3 separate regions of the Oryctolagus cuniculus genome follow, and regions 1 and 3 are each linked to region 2. The links are chromatin contacts, called in public Hi-C and Micro-C maps. All regions are on one chromosome and are shown on one strand. The core of a region is the stretch at or near the end of the contact, and the rest is flanking DNA. Distances in the headings are between cores, read along the strand shown. Region 1 has its middle 59 kb from the start of RASSF3. Region 2 holds the start of RASSF3 (Ras association domain family member 3). Region 3 overlaps RASSF3 (Ras association domain family member 3).

Evidence for each region. A called contact is a pair of places that touch in the nucleus more often than the background predicts.
Region 1: a Hi-C map of skin fibroblasts shows a contact between it and region 2, with 1.7 times the contacts expected there. The contact joins the enhancer-like site here to the promoter of RASSF3 in region 2. A contact is called at or near these places in 3 of 6 Hi-C or Micro-C datasets (ear pinna, skin fibroblasts and an unstated tissue).
Region 3: a contact with region 2 is called in a Micro-C map of ear pinna, with 2.3 times the contacts expected there. The contact joins the enhancer-like site here to the promoter of RASSF3 in region 2. A contact is called at or near these places in 3 of 6 Hi-C or Micro-C datasets (ear pinna, psoas muscle and an unstated tissue).

What each region holds. Positions count from the first base shown.
Region 1 is chr11:66,715,238-66,719,479 of mOryCun1.1, forward strand. No RefSeq gene overlaps it. Among named protein-coding and RNA genes, the nearest start is that of RASSF3, 59 kb to the right of the region's middle. Within about 2 kb of position 1,699, at least 2 of the 8 cell types and tissues checked have an H3K27ac peak or open chromatin away from gene starts, as enhancers often do.
Region 2 is chr11:66,773,695-66,777,908 of mOryCun1.1, forward strand. RASSF3 (Ras association domain family member 3) reads left to right here and starts at 2,910. Exons shown (of 5, transcript XM_051845645.2): 1 at 2,910-3,176. The coding sequence starts at 3,066.
Region 3 is chr11:66,825,776-66,830,210 of mOryCun1.1, forward strand. All of the region lies in intron 1 of RASSF3 (Ras association domain family member 3), which reads left to right. Among named protein-coding and RNA genes, the nearest start is that of RASSF3, 51 kb to the left of the region's middle. Within about 2 kb of position 1,951, at least 4 of the 8 cell types and tissues checked have an H3K27ac peak or open chromatin away from gene starts, as enhancers often do. A contact at or near this core is called in ear pinna, where this site is marked.

The DNA of each region.
Region 1 (4,242 bases), core at 449-2,948, 60 kb before region 2:
GAACCAGCAGATGGAAGACCTCTCTCTCTCTCTCTCTGCTTCTCCTTCTCTCTCTGTGTAACTCTGACTTTCAAATAAATAAATAAATCTAAATAAATAAATAAATAAATGTCTTTCATCAAAAAGGTTCATGGAAATAGAATTAAAATATGTTTATTTTGGTGCCAAAAACTTTGAAGTCCATGCACAGATCTTCAGTGAGTTCATGAAAAATACAAGCTATTAAAAAATTATGCATGGATGTCAAAAGGTTTGGCACCAAAATAAACTTAACTTTTTAATTCCATTTTCGTGAACTTCTTGAAGCTTCTCTTCTAAAGGGATTGGTGAGATTACTGGTTGAGAATAAACTGAAGGGAGGCAAATATACTCTGCCCACAGAACTTGGTCTCCTTCCCCATGGTACTCTCAGTACCTGGCACATAGTAGAGGCTCAGCTAATATTTGTTGAACAAATATGAATTTTGATATGAAACCTGAATTGAGTACTTGAAAAGTCTGGATCTTAAAGCTTTATACAAGAAATGTACACTTTTTTTTTTTTTTTGACAGGCAGAATTAGACAGTGAGAGAGACAGAGACAGAAAGGTCTTCCTTCCGTTGGTTCACCCCCCATATGGCTGCTATGGCCAGTGTGCTGCACTGATCCGAAGCCAGGAGCCAGGAGCTTCCTCCTGGTCTTCCATGTGGGTTCAGGGCCCAAAGACTTGGGCCATCCTCCACTGCCTTTCCAGGCCACAGCAGAGAGCTGGATTGGAAGAGGGGCAACCAGGACAGAATCTGGTGCCCCAACCGGGACTAGAACCACAGGTGGAGGATTAATCAAGTGAGCCGCGGCGCCGGCCTGAAATGTACTGTACACTTCTTATTTTTATTTTTTATTTATTTATTTTGACAGGCAGAGTGGATAGTGAGAGAGAGACAGAGAGAAAGGTCTTCCTTTGCCGTTGGTTCACCCTCCAATGGCTGCTGTGGCCGGCGCGCTGCGGCCGGCACACCGCGCTGATCTGAAGCCAGGAGCCAGGTGCTTATCCTGGTCTCCCATGGGGTGCAGGGCCCAAGCACTTGGGCCATCCTCCACTGCACTCCCTGGCCACAGCAGAGAGCTGGCCTGGAAGAGGGGCAACCGGGACAGAATCTGGTGCCCCGACCGGGACTAGAACCTGGTGTACTGGCGCCGCAAGGCGGAGGATTAGCCTAGTGAGCTGCGGCACCGGCCATGAAATGTACACTTCTTAAGAAACTCTGATGGAATTGTTATCCCTTCCAAAATCTGAGTCTTAAAGTAGAATAATAAGATGTCACGATACACCTCTGTGTTTGCTTGGGTCCTCGAAGAAACAAAAGCTAAAACGGGATCAGATGGGTGAGAAATTTACTATGGGAGTTTCTGTGAAGGATGAAGGGCGGGGAACCAGGGGGAGCAGGGAGAGCCAGGACGAGGAAGGGGGAGCAGGGATTGGCTGGGAGAGACCGAGGCTGAGCCCAGTTCTAAGAAATCTTTGAGTGGTAGGTTCATGAGAAACAGGTGCTCACAAAGGAGTCCTGCCTCTCGTGGGTGTGGCGGGCATTAGGACCTGCTCCTGCTCAGGCTGGGAGCAGCCGGTAGGAAGTGTGACCTCCGGGAGAGAGGGGGTGGGTCTGGAAGTTCTGCAGCTGGGCCATGGGTCAACAGCTCCCAGCAGGACAGCTGAGCAGCGCAGTATCCTGGCTACTCCGACCTCGCACACATCTGCTTCTCCATCCAGCTCTGGGGAGCAAGGGAGCAGCGCCTCCTCGCTTCCAAGAGGAAACTTATGAGAGGAAGGAGAGGTCACAGCCCAGCTCTGGCTGCCATTGGTCTCAGGCACACAGCTACTGTGCCTTCTCCCCTTCCATCACTGTCCCTTCTAAATCCCCTCCCCTGGGCTGTTGCCTTGGCAGCTCTCAGTAGATTACCTTGTGTTATGACCCAGACATCATTGCTGAGGGCCCGTGTGCCTGGCAGTCGTGCCCTTCTGAGACCAGGGCTACTACACATACCCATACACAGGTACAGTGAGCAAGGGAGTCCCGGGAGATGCCCCACTGAACCACACAAGTTCCACACAAATTCTCTACTCCCATATGTAAGCACAGCTCCACCTCTGCCTCTGCCCAGGCTCAACCCCAGCCACCATCATGACTCTTCAGCAGCTGCAGCTTCTACTGCAGTGTCCCAAGGCAAGGGTGCGTGCGCTCTGCAGGCCGGGACCTCGAGCTCTGCAGAACCCAGAGCTGCAGGGATGAGAAGCACGAAGTCTGCAGTGGGTCTTTGGGAACAATAGTTAGGTGGGGCCACTCCTGCTCCCCTCCCTTGTCTCCCAGGCTCACACGTTCTGTGGGGCACAGTACTGAGGGAAACATCTCTGATTTAATGTGTGTTCCTCATCCTGGAGAACGGCACCCCACATTTCAGAGTGTTAGCTGTCCTTGGAAAGTCATTCTATTGCATCTAGCTTCTTCCAGATGGTGTGATACAGATATGGCCAGTAGATCCTAGGGTCACGGCCCACCCCTGTACCTCCTTTGTTACAAGTGGGTCCCCTGGTCTGACGCTGTGTTCTGCAGGATTCCATGGCTGTGGGTCAGGCATTTCTATACGACCCCAGATTGTGATGCTGGGAGAGGCTCTTTGAGCAGAAAGGAAAACACCTATTTGGAATAGATCTCTATGCATTTGAAGATGAATTGTGGGGAGCAGCTCGGACTAGACTAAGTTACTGGAATTAAGACTTATTCTATGCATCTGCTCTCCTCTGTGGGGAGCAGCTCGGACTAGACTAAGTTACTGGAATTAAGACTTATTCTATGCATCTGCTCTCCCACAACATGGCGTTGGGAGAGAAGTAAACAGCTTCCGCACAGCTGCCTCCAGTTCAGCTAATAAACTGTAGGACTTGCTCCTGATTGGAGAGCAGCGTACTCGGTGTGTGGGCAGCCGAGTTAGGATTGGCGGAGGAGGACTATAAAGGAGGAGAGAGACGGCATGCACCGGGAACATCTATGGGGAACATCTAAGGGAACCCGTGCAGCCCCCGAGAGACCCGGCCGGCGGTGTGCCGCTCCCCTGCGGAAGTGGGGAATGCGGCCAGGGGGAACTGCCCTTCCACGGAGGTGGAAGGGATAGTAGCCAACCCGGGAAGAACCAGCAGCAAACCCGGGGAGGGCCGAGCAGACGAAAGAACAGCGCAGGGTCCTGTGTCATTCCTCCACGAAGACGGGGAGCGACAATGAATGACTGATCTTCCAACATGGAAGGGGACTGATGTAGTAGACTTTCCAAAAAGTGATCTTTCTGGAGGAATAGTGCCATACTGAAGACTCACTGTTGCTTTCTTTTGCTACTGGTTGGAAATTTGAAGTTCACAGTAGCTAAATCACACTTATCAGTGAGAGGTTATGCTGTTGGGACCATAGCTAAATTCCATTTTGCCACCTTGGCTATTCTGTTCGTGTGCCCTTTGCACTCCTTGGCACAGAGTAACTGTTCATGAAAGCGGGGTGATGTCACCTAGATAAGTCATTTTGTCTGTTTGATCAAGCAGATCCTCTCCCATGAGAGATGGTTTCTAGTGGTGTTAACATGTGACACAAAATTTTTCAGACTCCATGCCCATTCTCCTATGTCCCTCCATAAGCCCCCATGACTTGGAAAATCTGAGAGAACCCAGTTCATGCTGGGAAATTCTGGAGGAATGGTTACTTGTTGCATCGTGGCTCAACATTCAGAGTCCAGTAATGCATGGGAAAGGGGCTGCCATGTCTCCAAGAATTAAGTCAATTTAGACTGTAGGTCCAATAGTCCTTGCAATGACTGAGTAGTTCCTTCTCCCTAGGTTACAGTCACGTGAGTAAATGTCCAAAGGTCTCTTTGAGGAATGGCTGCAAGAATTATTACTGGGACAAGCACTGTGAAACAATGGGTTCAGCTGCCACACGGCATCCCTTATGCAAGTGCCAGTTCCAGTGCTGGCTTACTCCGCTTCTGATCCAGTTCTCTGCTGATGTACTTGAGAAAGCAGCAGAAGATGCAAGCTCTTGGATCCCTGCCCCCTATGTGAGTGACCCAGATGGAGTCCCTGGGTCCTGGCTTCCGCCTGGCTCAGCACCAGTGGTTGTACCCATTTGGGGAGTCCACTAGAGGATGGACCATTTCTCTCTCTCTCTCTCTCTCTCTCTTTTTCTCTATCATTCTGATTTTTAGATAAATAAATCTTTTAC
Region 2 (4,214 bases), core at 1,660-4,159:
TGTTAATAAACTTCCCCTTTTACATTAATTTAAGGGAAATGACTGAATAGAGAGGACAACTAAAATTCTAGGACATTTGTGTTAGAATATTTGTATACATTTATTTTTAAATATATTAAATGTATTCTCTATTTAACATAAAATGAAAGACTACTAGGCTATAAATCTAAATCATTAGGATTTTTATCACTGGAATATTTATGAGGCTCATTTAAATATTCAATTCCTGGTTTTGACTATAAGTCCTATAAACACTGAATTTGGTTGCATACTTTTAAAAAATTTATTCCACCCCCTTCCCTGAATTTTAATGTTAAAAATGTCTAGTTCTTAGCATGATGTTTTGAATTTTTACAAATACTAGTTTCACAAGCTAAATTTGAAGTTCATGATATTTTCTTTAAAAATTATACCGGTAGCAGTGGGTATTTGGTCCAATGGTTAAGTTGCCAGTTAAGAGGCCCACGTTCTGTTTGGCTGTGCCTGGGTTTGTGTCATAGCTAGGTTCTTAATTCCAGCTTCCTGCTAATGTGCACTCCGGGAGGCAGCAGGTTGCAGGGTGTCCGGCGCATAACAAATCTTCCCAGGCAGACGAATCAATTAATTCACAGGCTTTTATTGGGGTTCCGCTCCCGGGCGAGGTTCCACAGCCCCAACAGAGCAACAGAGCCGGGGGGGGGGGGGGGGGGGGGGGGAGTCTCGCGTCAGAGATTGGGAGGGCTCCTTTTGTAGATTCAGGGCATGGGTATTAAAGGTTGAGGCGGGTCTGATCCTCATTGGTTGACCTTTAGGCACCCGCAGGGACCTTGACAAGGACTTTTCTTCCCCGGAAGTACAGGTAGGAACTTTCCATTCCCGGAAGTATAGGCCTTCCTTCCATGCGGATCCCAAAGCTACCACAGGTGATGGCTCAGGTAGCTGGGACCCCACCACCCACAGAGCAGACTTGATTAGTCTCCTGGTTCCTGACTTTGGGAAGTGAATCGGTGGATGGCAAATCTCCGTTCGCCTATCTTCCTACCTCTCATAAACAAAACTAAAACCAAAACAAAATGCTATCAGAAAAATACAGAAATATTAGTATGCTGCCTTTAGGAAATAAAATGCCAACTCTTCCTTGCTTTATTTGTGTTTTTTGCTTTTTGTTGCTTAAGAGCAGTACTTTTTCTTCGTGATTCAGTCCTGCTTTTTTTCTATAACTGATTCTGATGGTGTGCTCATGGATATAAAAATTAATTCAGTCCTTTGGAACTTAAAAATCATGTGATAAAAGTCATTTTTTATGGTGTGGTGGTGGATAAAGCACTTTAGTGTCTTTTTCCCTTTAATATCTTCTCCGGAAGTATGCCGAAACTTTAAAATAGTTTGTTCTGGGTGAACTGATTTCCCTTTTCTATCTACAGTAAAACAAGTTATTTAAATCCTTTAATACACACATTAGTTCTAAATTAGCGAGGACTGTGTTAATGAATGGTAGCATTTGAATCATGAAATAATGGAAATCAAATTGAAAACACTCTTTGCAGTAAGCAAATCATCCCATCCCCTTACACTGGGTTACGTGTACAGCACACACAGGGCAAAGCACCCCGCGGTTAGAATTGCTGGTTTCTAATCATTCGGTAGCTGGCTGGTGGCCTTTAAAGCTGCAAAATGTTTACAATAGGCTGTGGTCTAAGTCCACCTTCTGGAGTTGCGAATCATTTTGCAAGCTGGACGCCTAAGCCTGAAGCGAGAGACTTCGGCAAGGCTTCTTTCTGCCTGGGTATAGGATGGCACATGCGCCATTCTCCGTGTCTCCTCGGGTCCCACTGTGCCTCCCAGTGCTCTGCAGAGACCTGGCTGAGAGCCCAGGAGGATATGTGAACAGAGCAGCCCACCCAGAGCGGTCCCAGCAGTGCCACCAGCTCCCCACCCTCCTCTCTCCAAGCCTCAAGGGCGATGCTACAACAGCACTAAGCACCTTACGGAGTAGTTTGGTCGAAGAAAGGAGATCCTGCGAGAAGGTCTGGCTATAAAGGGAGAACGCTTTGTCCTGTTTAGCCCCTCTCTTCCCCTCCTTAGGCAAGCTCTGCTTAGTACAGCAGTGCTGCAGCTTCAGAAACACCAAAGTGCAAAAGACTGGTGGTGCTCTGGCAGCCTGAGGAAAAAAAAAAAAAACACCAAAAACCCTTGCATTTAAAAAGTGGATTAGCTGAGGGGAAGGACTTTATAAACTATGGAAACTTTTTTCTTTTCGTGCTTGGCGAACAAAACTCCCTGATCACTTTACCCCCACCATTTAAACCAGGCCTTCCGAGGAAGGGGACATTTACAAAGCACGTTTAACTAAAGGAACTCGAGTGCTTACTATGGAACTAGTCCAGTCCCCTGGGCACCCAGCGGGCTCTAAGCTCATGGCGATCTCGGCCGTCGTCCTGTGGGAATGGCCCTTGCTAGAGAGAAGGGGGTCATGGTGAGACCCAAAAGCTGGGGAGTGCCCAGAAAGCACGTTTTCATCCCCTCCTGTCCCTTGTCCGCTCACTGCCGGGGTCGAGGGCCTGGCGCTGTGGCTGCTGCAGGGCGTCCGCGAGGATCGGGTTCCTCCCCTAGGCCGGGCAACCCTTCCACCCCGCGGCCCCGCAGCAGGACCCCGGACCGCGGAGAAAGCCCCCTGCTCTGCCCCCCACCCCGAAACTGCCGCGAGCCGAGAGGAGGGCGGGCGGAGGCCTCTGCGGTTTCCGGGAGGCCGGGGTGGCGCCCCGCAGCCCAGCTCCGAAGGGGGCTTTCCGGGTTCCACGCGCCCGGAGGTGGCGGGCCGGGCCCCTCCCACCTGCGGCCGCGCGGGGCGGGGCCCGGCCGGGACAGCCCCCGGCAGGGCGGGGCCTCAGGAGGCGGGGCCGCGCCGGGAGCCGGGCGGGCAGGCGGCGGCGGGAGGGGCCCGGACGGCTGGCTGGCTGGTGGAGCGGCGGCCGCAGCTGCAGCAGGACGGCCCGCCGGCGGCTCGGGGCCGCGCGCCGGGAACCTCGCGGGGCGGGCGGGCGCGGCACCCGCTGCGTGGCCGCCTGCGCCCCGGGACCAGCAGCATGAGCAGCGGCTACAGCAGCCTGGAGGAGGACGCCGAGGACTTCTTCTTCACCGCCAGGACCTCCTTCTTCCGGAGAGCGCCGCAGGGCAAGCCCCGCGCGGGCCAGCAAGTGAGTGGCTTGCGCGGCGGGCGCTGCAGACGGCGCCCCCAGCTCCTACTCCACGTGTCTCCGGCGGGGCGCGCGGCGGATGCTCGCCGGGAAGGAGGGGGGGTGGCGAAGACGCGGCCCCTGCTTTGGGGGGGGCGAGGGTCTCGGGGTCATGCTGGGAGCCTGTGCTGCCTGTGGGCGTGGGTCGCCCGAGGCCGGGGCAGGATAAGGAAGCGGGCGAGGCCGAGGGCCGGCTGCTGCTGCCGCCGCCTTCCGCGCCAGATGGCCCCGCCTGGGGTTCCGAGAGCCGGGAGGGGTCCCCCTTCGCGCCCCGGCCGGGTCAGCGGTCCGGTCCCCTCGCAGAGGCTCCCTGATGGTCCGCCCCGTGGCCTGTGCCCTCCCCCCCCGGGTGGCTTGGGAGAACCTTGTGGTCGCCTGAGGTGGCCGCGGTGACCTGGCCCCCGCCTCCTCCGGGTCGGGGCACGCTGGTGGGGGAGGGGGCCAGGGCCTGAGGGCGCCGGCCCGCTGTCGGTTGCGGGATTGGAGGGTGTGCGTTTCCTGTAAAGTCAAGTTTATAGGTGTCTCGACTGTTTGGCAAACAAACTGTGGCGCTAGGTAAATCGTCGAGGGCACGGCGAAGCTTTTGGCCGGTTTCTTCCTTTTTTGGAGGAAGCGCGCCGTGGGAAGCCTGACTTGGGAAGCGAGGGGAGGGGAACTTGTGCCAGTTTGGCCGCCGTGTGCGCGGGAGGCCTTCCCGCAGCGGGGCGCTTCGGCGGGACCTGGCCAGTGTGGCGCTCCGATCCGCCTTTGCTGCTCTTGGTCGACTGGGTAGAAGCAGGAAAAATTGCTCAGGGGCCCGAGGATGAGGTAGGTGTGTGTGTGTGTGTGTGTGTGTGTGTGTGTGTGTGTGTGTGTGTGTGTGTGTGTGTGTGTGTGTGTTGGTGGGGGTGGAGTAGGGCGAGGGGATGGGGGGGGTAGTCCTGGCCAGACTTTTAAAAGTTTATTTAACGACTTTGTGAGGTCAGATTTCCTTCCAAGATCGGGAAGTTCTAGTCTTTG
Region 3 (4,435 bases), core at 701-3,200, 51 kb after region 2:
CCCAGTGTGTGCCCGGTGAGGGCAGTCGGCACATCAAAGTGATTGTGTTGGCCAAGTACAGGCTGGCTTTGTGTTTGTGTTTCTGAAGCTGTTTTATTTTTTTATATGTGAAAGCCTGTCCCCTCCCCCATTCATACATTCTGGAGATGGTTTTGAAGATTGTTACAGAAAGAGAAAAAAAAGGAGGGAAAACCATCCCAGATCTCACTACTAACATTTAAGCATATTTTGGCATACTGCGTATACAGTTTCTCCTGGTTCTTGTGTCTTTCCATGTAAAAAATGTTTTGTAAGTTCCTCATTAACAGCCTCTGAATGCTCTGCCTTGGGATGGGACTTTCTTCAGCCATTTCTCTAATGCTGGAAATGCTGATTTTAAAAGTCTCTATGCTCCCGGCCAGATTTTGCTAGTTAATTTGTGAGTTGCATTCTTACCCCACCACCCTCTGGAATTCAGACTGAAAACCAGAGGTGGGTAAGCTCTGTGGTCTGTGAGCGTGCTCTGAGTCCCCACGAACAGATCTGGCCTCCTTTCTGCGCCTTGCTTGGCTTTGTTGGCTATGAATCAGACAGACGTGGTCCAGACCTCACTCAGCTCTTCCGCTGCCAGCCACGTATTCTGCAAATTCATTCTCCAAACCTCCGCCTTCCTTTCTGCAGAACGCAGGTACAAGTGGTAGCCAGTCCCAGGGTCATTAGGGGTATGGCCTGCTGCCTGGGACATGCTTCTCCTGGGGATGAGATTCTCAAGGGCAACTGCTTGCCCCCCCCCCCCCCGCCCCCGCCCCTATCTGGGATTTGGTTGCAGTCTTGGTGTAGATTCTCTCCATACTTGTGGTGCTGCCTCTGTATGTCAGATGGTAGGAGAGGGAGCCAGGCGTGTATAAACGCGTTGGACTGGTGCATTCGTGAGGCTGCAGTAAGAACTGAAGAGTCACAAACCCAGGCTTTAATGCAGTTCCGTATAACTTTCTCTCTGGACACCATCACTGTCAACCCATACGTGGTGTTGTCATCCACATTTTGATTCTGTTGCCTGAAAACACAGGCTTTTAAATCTCCTTTTATTATGTGATGGCAGCCAGACTTGAATAATTGGTGAGGAGAAAGACAACAGCTGTCTTTTTGGATACGCTTGCTTCAGATAATATTTTTTAGGGTGCTGGTGTGCAGAATCGTGATTTTTCTTTCGACTCTGTTGTCCCTTCCGGTGAACCGTCACGTGGTTCCTTGGTTTGTTTGCAGACCTCTGCCCTTGATTCTCAGGTTCCTGCTGTTGGTGGAGCTGAGTGCCCTGACTGCTGTTGGCACATGGGCTCCACCTGCCGCCTCCGCGGCTGCGGCGGCCCTTCTTGCTTCCTGTCTGGCTCTGCTCCACAGGAGCCTGTTCATTTCCTCTCTCCGGAAGCTCCCCTTATCACCAGGGCTTAAGGGATGTGGCGTGGTGAGATTTGACCTCCGAACTCTGACCTTGCTAACATCGCACCAGGGCTAACCTGAGTTAGTGGGTTGTGGCTCCGCAGCAGTAGTTTGTAATTGCCCTTAGCCAAAGGAAATGGGTGGCTGCTGGGTGGCCCTTGGAGCCTTGAACACTGAGATTTTGGGTGGGTGTTGTGTCACCACCCGGCCTTATTTTGTCAGTCTTACTTCCCTGCTGACTTCTCAGTGTTCTCTCTTACGAATTTTTCCAGTTAATGTCCCTGCTCAGCAGTGGACTTAATTCTGTAAGTATTTTTTTTAAGAAGTTTTATTTATTTATTTGAAAGGCAGAGTTAGAGGAGAGAGAGAGAGAGAAAGAGAGGAGATCTTCCACCCACTGGTTCACTGACCAAATGGCTACAACAACTGGGGCTAGGCTAGGCCGAAGCCAGAAGCCTCTGGATCTCCCCTGTGGGTGCAGGGGCCCAAAGACTTGGGCCGTCCTCCAATGTTTCCCCAGGGAGGTGGATGGGATGCTGGCACTGCAGGCCACAGCACTGACCCCCAATTCTGTACGTAGGTACTTGATTAGGGTCGTGTCGCAGATGATGGGAAATATTAGAAAACTTACTGCTGCAGGGGACCACATAGGCCAGTGCTCTCTAATAAGCAGGAAATGGAATCCTTGAGGACCTACCTACTTCTAAAAAATCTCAGGATGTGCGCACAGACACACCAGCTTCTGCCCTGCCAGGCACCACAGGAGGGCTGTGGAGCACCAGGTGACCACATTTTTTTTTATGAAAAACCTACATTTGCATCTTTTCCTCTCTGACCTGGCTCACCTCGGCTCTGTAGAAAGTTCAGCCAGTTGTGAAGTCTATCACCTTTCAGAAATGAGTTGTCCCTTAACCGTGACTCTCTTTGAAAACAGTCAAACCAGGGTTTCTAAATCCGAGTGTCATCTGGCATGCCATGAGCTTGGGACTTCAAGCTGGGGCACTCTGGGGAGTTGGGTCCACCTCCAAGTTTGTTTTCTGGCTCCAAACAAATGAGTGGCTGTTTGACTATTGGCACACGACCCGGTTTTAAAAGTACAACCATATAGGGTATGGCAGAGCGGTACCAGGGGCTTTAAAAAGTGAGGTCATGGAAGGCCCAGATGAGGCTCTTTGAATGTGCATCATGACTCCAATTAATCTTATTAACATGCTGGCTCTGTGCCTGCTTTCCCTGTCCCGGGTGTGTGAGGGCCGCGCTTTGAAGGACTCTGGTTCTTTGATGGTGCAGATGGATAACAGAAGCGTCTAAAACTTTATGTGTGATATTATAAAGGCCTTTTGTATGCTTCTGCGGATTCATTCAGCTTGGAGAAATGAGTGGGGGCATTTCATGCTGATTGCTAAGTTATTCAAAGGAGGATGGATTGCAAATGCGGTCTTCGAGCCTGGCTCCAGGACGAGATTAGAATCAGTTGACTAGGGACGGAGCCCTCCTCTGCATCCAGCACCACGCAGTGCCAGTCCAGCATTCTGGGAGTGAAAGGTACACCCAGGGAAAGCAGACCCCGGAAGGTGATGGGCGAGCAGAGGGGTTCTCGAGAGTAGGGAGGTAACTGAGTTAGGACACTCCCTGGAAGAGTGGGCCTTTGGATCCTGGGGCTCACCAGGTACTGAGCAGCGAGGAGAATGTATGCAGTGCTCCTGGGGAGAGTCAAGCTGGCGGTTAGGGTGGTCCAGTGGTGTGAGGGGAGGCTGCCAGGGTGTACTGGTGTCGGCGGGACACTTTGATTTTTCTCTTTGCTTTCTTACAAGTGCATTTCAGAGGCTAGTGCAGTTCTCCATCCTTATAAGGTTGCTGTCTGGTTCTATTTTTGCAGTCCATTTTTTTAAGTGTATTTGAAAAGCAGAGTGACAGATTGGGGAGCAAGCAAGCAAGCAAGCGAGAGAATCTTCCATCTGCTGGTTCATTCACCAAATGCCTGCAACAGCTAGAGCTGGATCAGGTTTAGCCTAGAGCCATAAACTCCATCCAGGTATCCTACAGGGGGGTGGCAGGGGCCCAAGTACATGTGTCGTTTGTTGCCTCCCAGGTGTATTAGCAGGAAGCTGGATTGGAAGTGGAGGTGGGACTCAACCCCAAGCACCCGAGCAGTGTCATGATGTATGGTAATGCCTCCCTCTGTAGTCCGATGTTAAGTCATCTGAAATACCTACCTAGCATCCCCTGTGCTGTTCTCTTGCTGTTTAACAAGTAGCTTTTGGGACAAAGAGATAATCATCAACTTCAAAAGGTATGGCTTAGATGTATTAATAATCCCCCAGTGAATGCAGATTCTGCTAAGTAGACAATAAGAGAAAAGAAATACCTGTTTCTGCACAATGCACTCACTCACCTATAACATATTACAAGTCTATTTGCCTAGGGCTTCCTTAAGGTATGCTTTTACTGGTGGTGGTACTGCAGGATTGTTGTTGTTTTAAGATGCCAGGCTTGCTCAACAAAAACTAGAAATGCAATGATTGTCCAAAGGTTGGAGGAGGGCTCAGCTGTGTATGAATGGAGAGGATTCCAAGAATTCTGTCCCAATACCTTGGTGACTTTTAAATTGAAGACAGAAACCTCCTAGACAGCAAATGTGATATACAGATAAAATTAGGGTTACTTAAAAAAATACATATATTTATTTGAAAGGCAGAGTTACAGAGAGAAGAGAACTTCCATCCTCTGGGTCACTCTCCAAATGGCTGCAACAGCTGGGGCCAGCCCAGGCTGAAGCCAGAAGCCTGGAAATCCAGCTGGGTCTTCCAGGTACGTGGCAAGTTCAAGGTGCTCCAAGTTCACTTGGGCCGTCTGCTGCTGCTTTCCCAGGCACACTAGCAGGGAGCTGGATTGGAAGTGGAGCAGCCAGGACTCAAACCTGCACCCGTTTGGGATGCCTGAATTGCAGGTGGCAGCTTAACTTGCTGCGGCCACAACTCTAGCCCCAGTGCAAGATTTCTTAAAGCCTTTAGTG